2 separate regions of the Rattus norvegicus genome follow, and region 1 is linked to region 2. A link is a contact called in public Hi-C data. All regions are on one chromosome and are shown on one strand. The core of a region is the stretch at or near the end of the contact, and the rest is flanking DNA. Distances in the headings are between cores, read along the strand shown.

Evidence for each region. Hi-C and Micro-C count contacts between places; a contact is called where the count stands out from the background.
Region 1: a Hi-C map of liver shows a contact between it and region 2, with 4 times the contacts expected there. The contact joins the enhancer-like site here to the promoter of Vegfa in region 2. A contact is called at or near these places in 11 of 12 Hi-C or Micro-C datasets (the A7r5 cell line, the Rat2 cell line, Schwann cells and 6 more) and 1 of 1 datasets of contacts at active chromatin or transcription factors (oligodendrocytes).

The regions. Positions count from the first base shown.
Region 1 is chr9:22,748,054-22,750,849 of GRCr8, forward strand. The region is part of intron 1 of LOC102550363 (a long non-coding RNA gene); the gene reads right to left. Among named protein-coding and RNA genes, the nearest start is that of Mrpl14, 62 kb to the right of the region's middle. Within about 2 kb of position 1,333, at least 5 of the 93 cell types and tissues checked have an H3K27ac peak or open chromatin away from gene starts, as enhancers often do. A contact at or near this core is called in hepatocytes and liver, where this site is marked.
Region 2 is chr9:22,451,352-22,454,290 of GRCr8, forward strand. Vegfa (vascular endothelial growth factor A) reads left to right here and starts at 1,503. Exons shown (of 8, transcript NM_031836.3): 1 at 1,503-2,582. The coding sequence starts at 1,980.

The sequences.
Region 1 (2,796 bases), core at 83-2,582, 300 kb after region 2:
CCTCTACACACACACACACACACACACACACACTCACACTCACACACAGACACACACACACAGACACACACACACAGACACACACACAGACACACAGAGAGAGAGACACACACACAGACAGATGCACAGACACACACACACTCACACACACACACTCACAAACACACACACACAGATACACAGATACACAGATACACACACACAAACACACAGAGAGAGACACACACACAGAGACACACATAGACACACAGAGACACACACACACAGAGAGACACACACACAGACAGACGCACAGACACACACACACAGATACACAGACACACACACACAGACACTCACACACAGACACACATAGACACACAGAGACACACACACAGACACAGAGAGAGAGAGACACACACACAGACAGATGCACAGAGACAGACGCACAGACACACACACACACACACACACACACACACACACACACATTTGACTTCTGGCAGCTCCAGATTCTACACGCCTAGACAGGCGGGATCAAAGGTGGCTCAGGCCAGAGTGAGCTACATAGGGAAGTCCCAGCCTCAAACAGGAGCCCCCTCCTCCAGCTGTTAGCAGAGGACCTGGCAGAAGCTTGCAGCCTCTTGACTGCTTTCTGTGCCCAGGTTCCTTCACATCCAGGCCCCTCCTCTCCCACCCCAACCCTGCAGTCATTCCTCTCTCCAATAGGGTCCTCACTCCAGCCCGATGTCCTAGCCCAAGCTCATCCCCAAGAAATACTTGCCTTGTCCCACAAATCTCACTCAACCCATCTGCCTACACACGGGAGTTGTCTGGGCCACCCCTCTATACTCTCTCCATAAAACTCTGGCCCTCTCAGGAGAGCCGAAAGGGATGGGTGATAAGCCAGCTTTCCTGTAACTCAGCATGCCTTTATCTTCCAGGAAATCCCCAAACTGCTCCCTCGGTGCCTACTGTCACCCTGTGCCATCTGTCAGCGCATCGGGCCTCTTAGGTCGGCGTCTCACTTCCCAGAGCCTCTCTTATCTGATGCCAAGGCTTGCACACACAGAGGAAAGTGCAAGAGTTATCAGCAAGCCTGTGTGTCAAGTTTACACCCCGGGATCTAGAGGGAGGCTCGCGTGCAGGACCTGACCCCGGTCGCTAGCTTTGGTTCACTTATCTTTGGGTTGGGGTGGCTTTTCTTCTTAACTTTTAATGCTGTTCAAAACATACGGAACGTGAAGTTTCCCGTTTTAACCAGTTTTGAGTGCACGGCTTGGTGACACGGAGCATATGCCCCTCTTGCACAACCCTTGCCGTGAGCCCTTTCCAGACTCTGTCTTGCAAAACTGAAACTGTTCTCACTAAACCTCACTCCCCAGCCTCCAGCCGGCACCAGGCACTTTTCTGTGTTTGACAACTCTAGGACCTTGTTCAGACGGAACCATAAAAGCCATCCTTTTGTGAATGGGTAATTTCACTTTTAATGTCCTTGAGATTCATCTAGGTCTTAGCCTGGGGTCTCTTTTTGAAGGCTGAATTCTACTCCATTGCTAACCACCCATAAGTTGCCCTCACTCCTGTAAAAATTCCCCACACCCACGCTCTGGCAAGAAACCCTAAGTCAACTCAGTGGGCCACACACAAAAAGTAAACGGGGGCTGCAGAGATGGCCCTGGGCTAAGAGCACTCACTGCCCTTGCAGAAGGTCTAGATTCAGTTTCCAGCACTGAACCTCTCTTACCTCCGTCTCCTGGGGATCGGACGGCCACTTCTTCTGGCCTCTGGGGGCCCCAGCACATATGTGGTGCAAATACACGCACACGCACACGCGCACACACACACACACACGTAAATCTTTTTTTAAAAGAAGAAAAAAAGGGGTATTAAAGTATGAAAGAGACTTGATGAGAAGGGTTCCAGAGAGACAGAGACAGACAGACAGACAGACAGCCGTGAGAGTGAAATGGAGGGGCGGAAAAACTAAAATTCAGTATCTAAATAAATATATGAAATTGTCAAACAAAAAAAATTTTTTTCAAAGACAAAAGAAAGCCCCGTGGGGATCCCAGAGGTACAGTCTTGAAACTAGTGATTCAAGGTAACAAACACCTTTAGTCCCAGCGCCCAGAAAGCAGAGGCAGGAGGATCTCTGTGAGTTCTCTGGTCTACAGAGAGAGACCTTAGAGGGTGGGGTGTGGGGGATGCAAATGTTAAGGCACCAAATAAACCCGCTGAATCAGCCTGGGAGTAGCCTGTATTTTAACAAAATTTCCAGGTAATTCTGACTCACTGGCTTAGATAAATGGTAAATCACATACAGACTCATGGATTAGTAGGGCTAAATATTACAAGTGTGTCCATTCTCTCCAATGAATGATGAAGTGTAGCACATCGAAAGGGCCCCATTGCCAGGGTACCCCACTTTCTTTCTCCGTCTGAGACACTGTTTATTTTCACCCAAGCCATTAGCATCCTCAGCAAGCGCTCCACCATTGAGCTGTGTGCCTCCAGTCCAAAGAGGTTATTTCTTTAAGTATTGTTTTAGAAAAATAAAAGTATTCCCAGGATTAAAAGGGCTGGGTAGGTAAAGGCACTTGACACCAAGGCTGACGATCTGAGTTTCATCTCTGAGACCCTCACGGTGGAAGCAGAAGAACCCATTCCGGTAAGCTGCCCTCCACATGCATGCTATGGCTTGTGACACACACACACACACACACACACACACACACACACACACACACACTAAATAAAATAAAAATGTTTTTAAATATATTTTTTTTAATTTTATTTACACTGATGTTCTGCCTC
Region 2 (2,939 bases), core at 253-2,752:
GCTGGGACTGGTTGGTCCCTCTCTTCCCACAGGTATCAGAGCCCCCTCTTGTTCCCAGGGGAGCCTAGGAGCAGCTGGGCCAAAGCCCAACCAGGAATTTTTCCAGGCTGGTTCCTATATCCAAGGGTGGGCTGGAGGTGGGGGCTTTGGGGAGCTCTTAAGGAAGACACGAGGAGGTGAAGGGGACTTTGTGGAAAGGGAGGGGACAGAGCCACACAGGCTAAGTGTACAAGCATAGAGAAATGGCCAAGGGTCCTAGGTAGAATGGGAGGGGGCAGAGTACAACCCTGAACTCTGTTTAGAAGATGAACTGTGAGCCTAGGCTAGAACTGAGGGAGCCTTACCTCTACTCCCATCCTACCCGGAGTTGGTGGCAGCGCTGGGCAGCTGGCCTAACTACGTTTCTGAATGCTAGGGTAGGTTTGAATCACCACGCAGGCCTGGCCTGCTTCTGCCCCCATTGGCACACTGGCCTTAGTTCCCTGGCAACATCTGGGTGTTTGTGTGTGGGGGGTGTGATCAGGAGGAACAAGGGCTTCTGTCTGCCCAGCTGTCTCTCCCTCAGGGCTCTGCCAGACTCCACAGTGCATACGTGGGCTTCCACAGGTCGTCTCCCTCCGGGCCACTGACTAACTGCTCGGCTTCCCGTTCTCAGTGTCACACATTTGATGCCATATCCTCTCCAGAGAAGCCTCTCTGGAAACTTCCCAGGGAATCCCATTCACCCCAGGGCCCTAGTTCCTTATGTATGAAGATCAGACAAGAGCTCAGATAAGCATACTTGCCTTCCACGTAGCCCCCCGCCCCATATATAATCCTAGAGTTTCTGTTTCCGAGGTCAAACAAGCAACTGTTGGGGGGTGGGTGTTAGAAACACGCAACTATTTGGGAAGTCAAAGCCTGCGGTGCTCAACAGTCAACTCTCACCCCCTGTCCAAGACCCGTGCCATTTGAGCCAGAGTTGGGGTGTGCATAATGTAGTCACTAGGGGGCGCTCGGCCATCACGGGGAGATCGTGAACTTGGGCGAGCCGAGTCTGCGTGAGGAAGGACGCGTGTGTCAATGTGAGTGCGTGCGTGCATGTGCGTGTGTGTCTGGGTATAGTGTGTTTGTGAGGTAGGGGAGAAGACCAGGGGTCACTCCGGGTGTCCGTCTCCCCATACGTCCTTGCCAGCTCTCCGCCTCCCCCCCCCCCCACTTTCTCCTACATTCCTGGGAAAGGAAATTGCCCTCACTCTCCTGTCTCCCCTGATTCCCAACACCCTGGGATTCCCAGTGTGTCCCCGAGCCAAGTTTGAAGGGGTGGACAGATAATTCTCAGGCTATGGACCCTGGTAAGGGGTTTAGATTTCTATTTCGCAGTAGTGGCCTAGGGGCTTCTGAAAGGCGGTGCCTGGTTCGGCCTGGCCTCGCCCCCGGGGCGGGCCTGGGGCGGGGCCTTTGGGGGCGGGGCCAGATTTCCTTTTTTTTCCACCGCTGTTACCGGTGAGAAGCGCAGAGGCTTGGGGCAGCCGAGCTGCAGCGAGGCCGCGGCGCTGGGGGCGAGCTGAGCGGCGGCAGCGGAGCTCTGTCGCGAGACGCAGCGACAAGGCAGACTATTCAACGGACTCATCAGCCAGGGAGTCTGTGCTCTGGGATTTGATATTCAAACCTCTTTTTTTTTTCTTAAACTGTATTGTTTTACGCTTTAATTTATTTTTGCTTCCTATTCCCCTCTTAAATCGTGCCAACGGTTTGGAGAGGTTGCTCCTTCACTCCCTCAAATTACTTCGGATTTTGGAAATCAGCAGAGGAAAGAGGTAGCAGGAGCTCCAGAGAGAAGTCAAGGAAGAGAGAGAGAGAGAGAGACCGGTCAGAGAGCGCGCTGGCGAGCGAACAGAGAGAGGGACAGGGGCAAAGTGACTGACCTGCTTTTGGGGGTGACCGCCAGAGCGCGGCGTGAGCCCTCCCCCTTGGGATCTTTCATCGGACCAGTCGCGCTGACGGACAGACAGACAGACACCGCCCCCAGCCCCAGCGCCCACCTCCTCGCCGGCGGGCAGCCGACGGTGGACGCGGCGGCGAGCCGCGAGCAGGAGCCGAAGCCCGCGCCCGGAGGCGGGGTGGAGGGGGTCGGGGCTCGCGGGATTGCACGGAAACTTTTCGTCCAACTTCTGGGCTCTTCTCTCTCCGGAGTAGCCGTGGTCTGCGCCGCAGGAGGCAAACCGATCGGAGCTGGGAGAAGTGCTAGCTCGGGCCTGGAGAAGCCGGGGCCCGAGAAGAGAGGGGAGAAAGAGAAGGAAGAGGAGAGGGGGCCGCAGTGGGCGCTCGGCTCTCGGGAGCCGGGCTCATGGACGGGTGAGGCGGCGGTGTGCGCAGACAGTGCTCCAGCCGCGCGCGCGCCCCAGGCCCCGGCCCGGGCCTCGGTTCCAGAAGGGAGAGGAGCCCGCCAAGGCGCGCAAGAGAGCGGGCTGCCTCGCAGTCCGAGCCGGAGAGGGAGCGCGAGCCGCGCCGGCCCCGGACGGGCCTCTGAAACCATGAACTTTCTGCTCTCTTGGGTGCACTGGACCCTGGCTTTACTGCTGTACCTCCACCATGCCAAGGTAAGCGGTCGTGCCCGCCTGGTGTCGCCGGGCCATGGCGAGCGCCTCTCCCGCTTGGGGACGTGCGTGCGTGCGAGCGCGCGCGTGGGGGGCTTCGTGCCCCACGCGGGTCCTTGGGCACCGGGCGCGAGGCGTCCCCCTCTGTCGTCGTACGTGGAGGGGGAGGGGGTGCGCGCTAGGTGGGAGGGCGCCAGGATAGTCTCGCCGCCCACGCGGGCCCTGCCCACCCACCAGAGTCACCGCACGTACGATCTGGGCCGAGCAGCGGAGGGCGGGAGCCAGAGGAGGAGGCTGAGGGGGCTGGGCTTGCGCCCGAGCTGGCGGCAGAAGTTTGCTCTGGGTCGCGGGTCCCGGGAG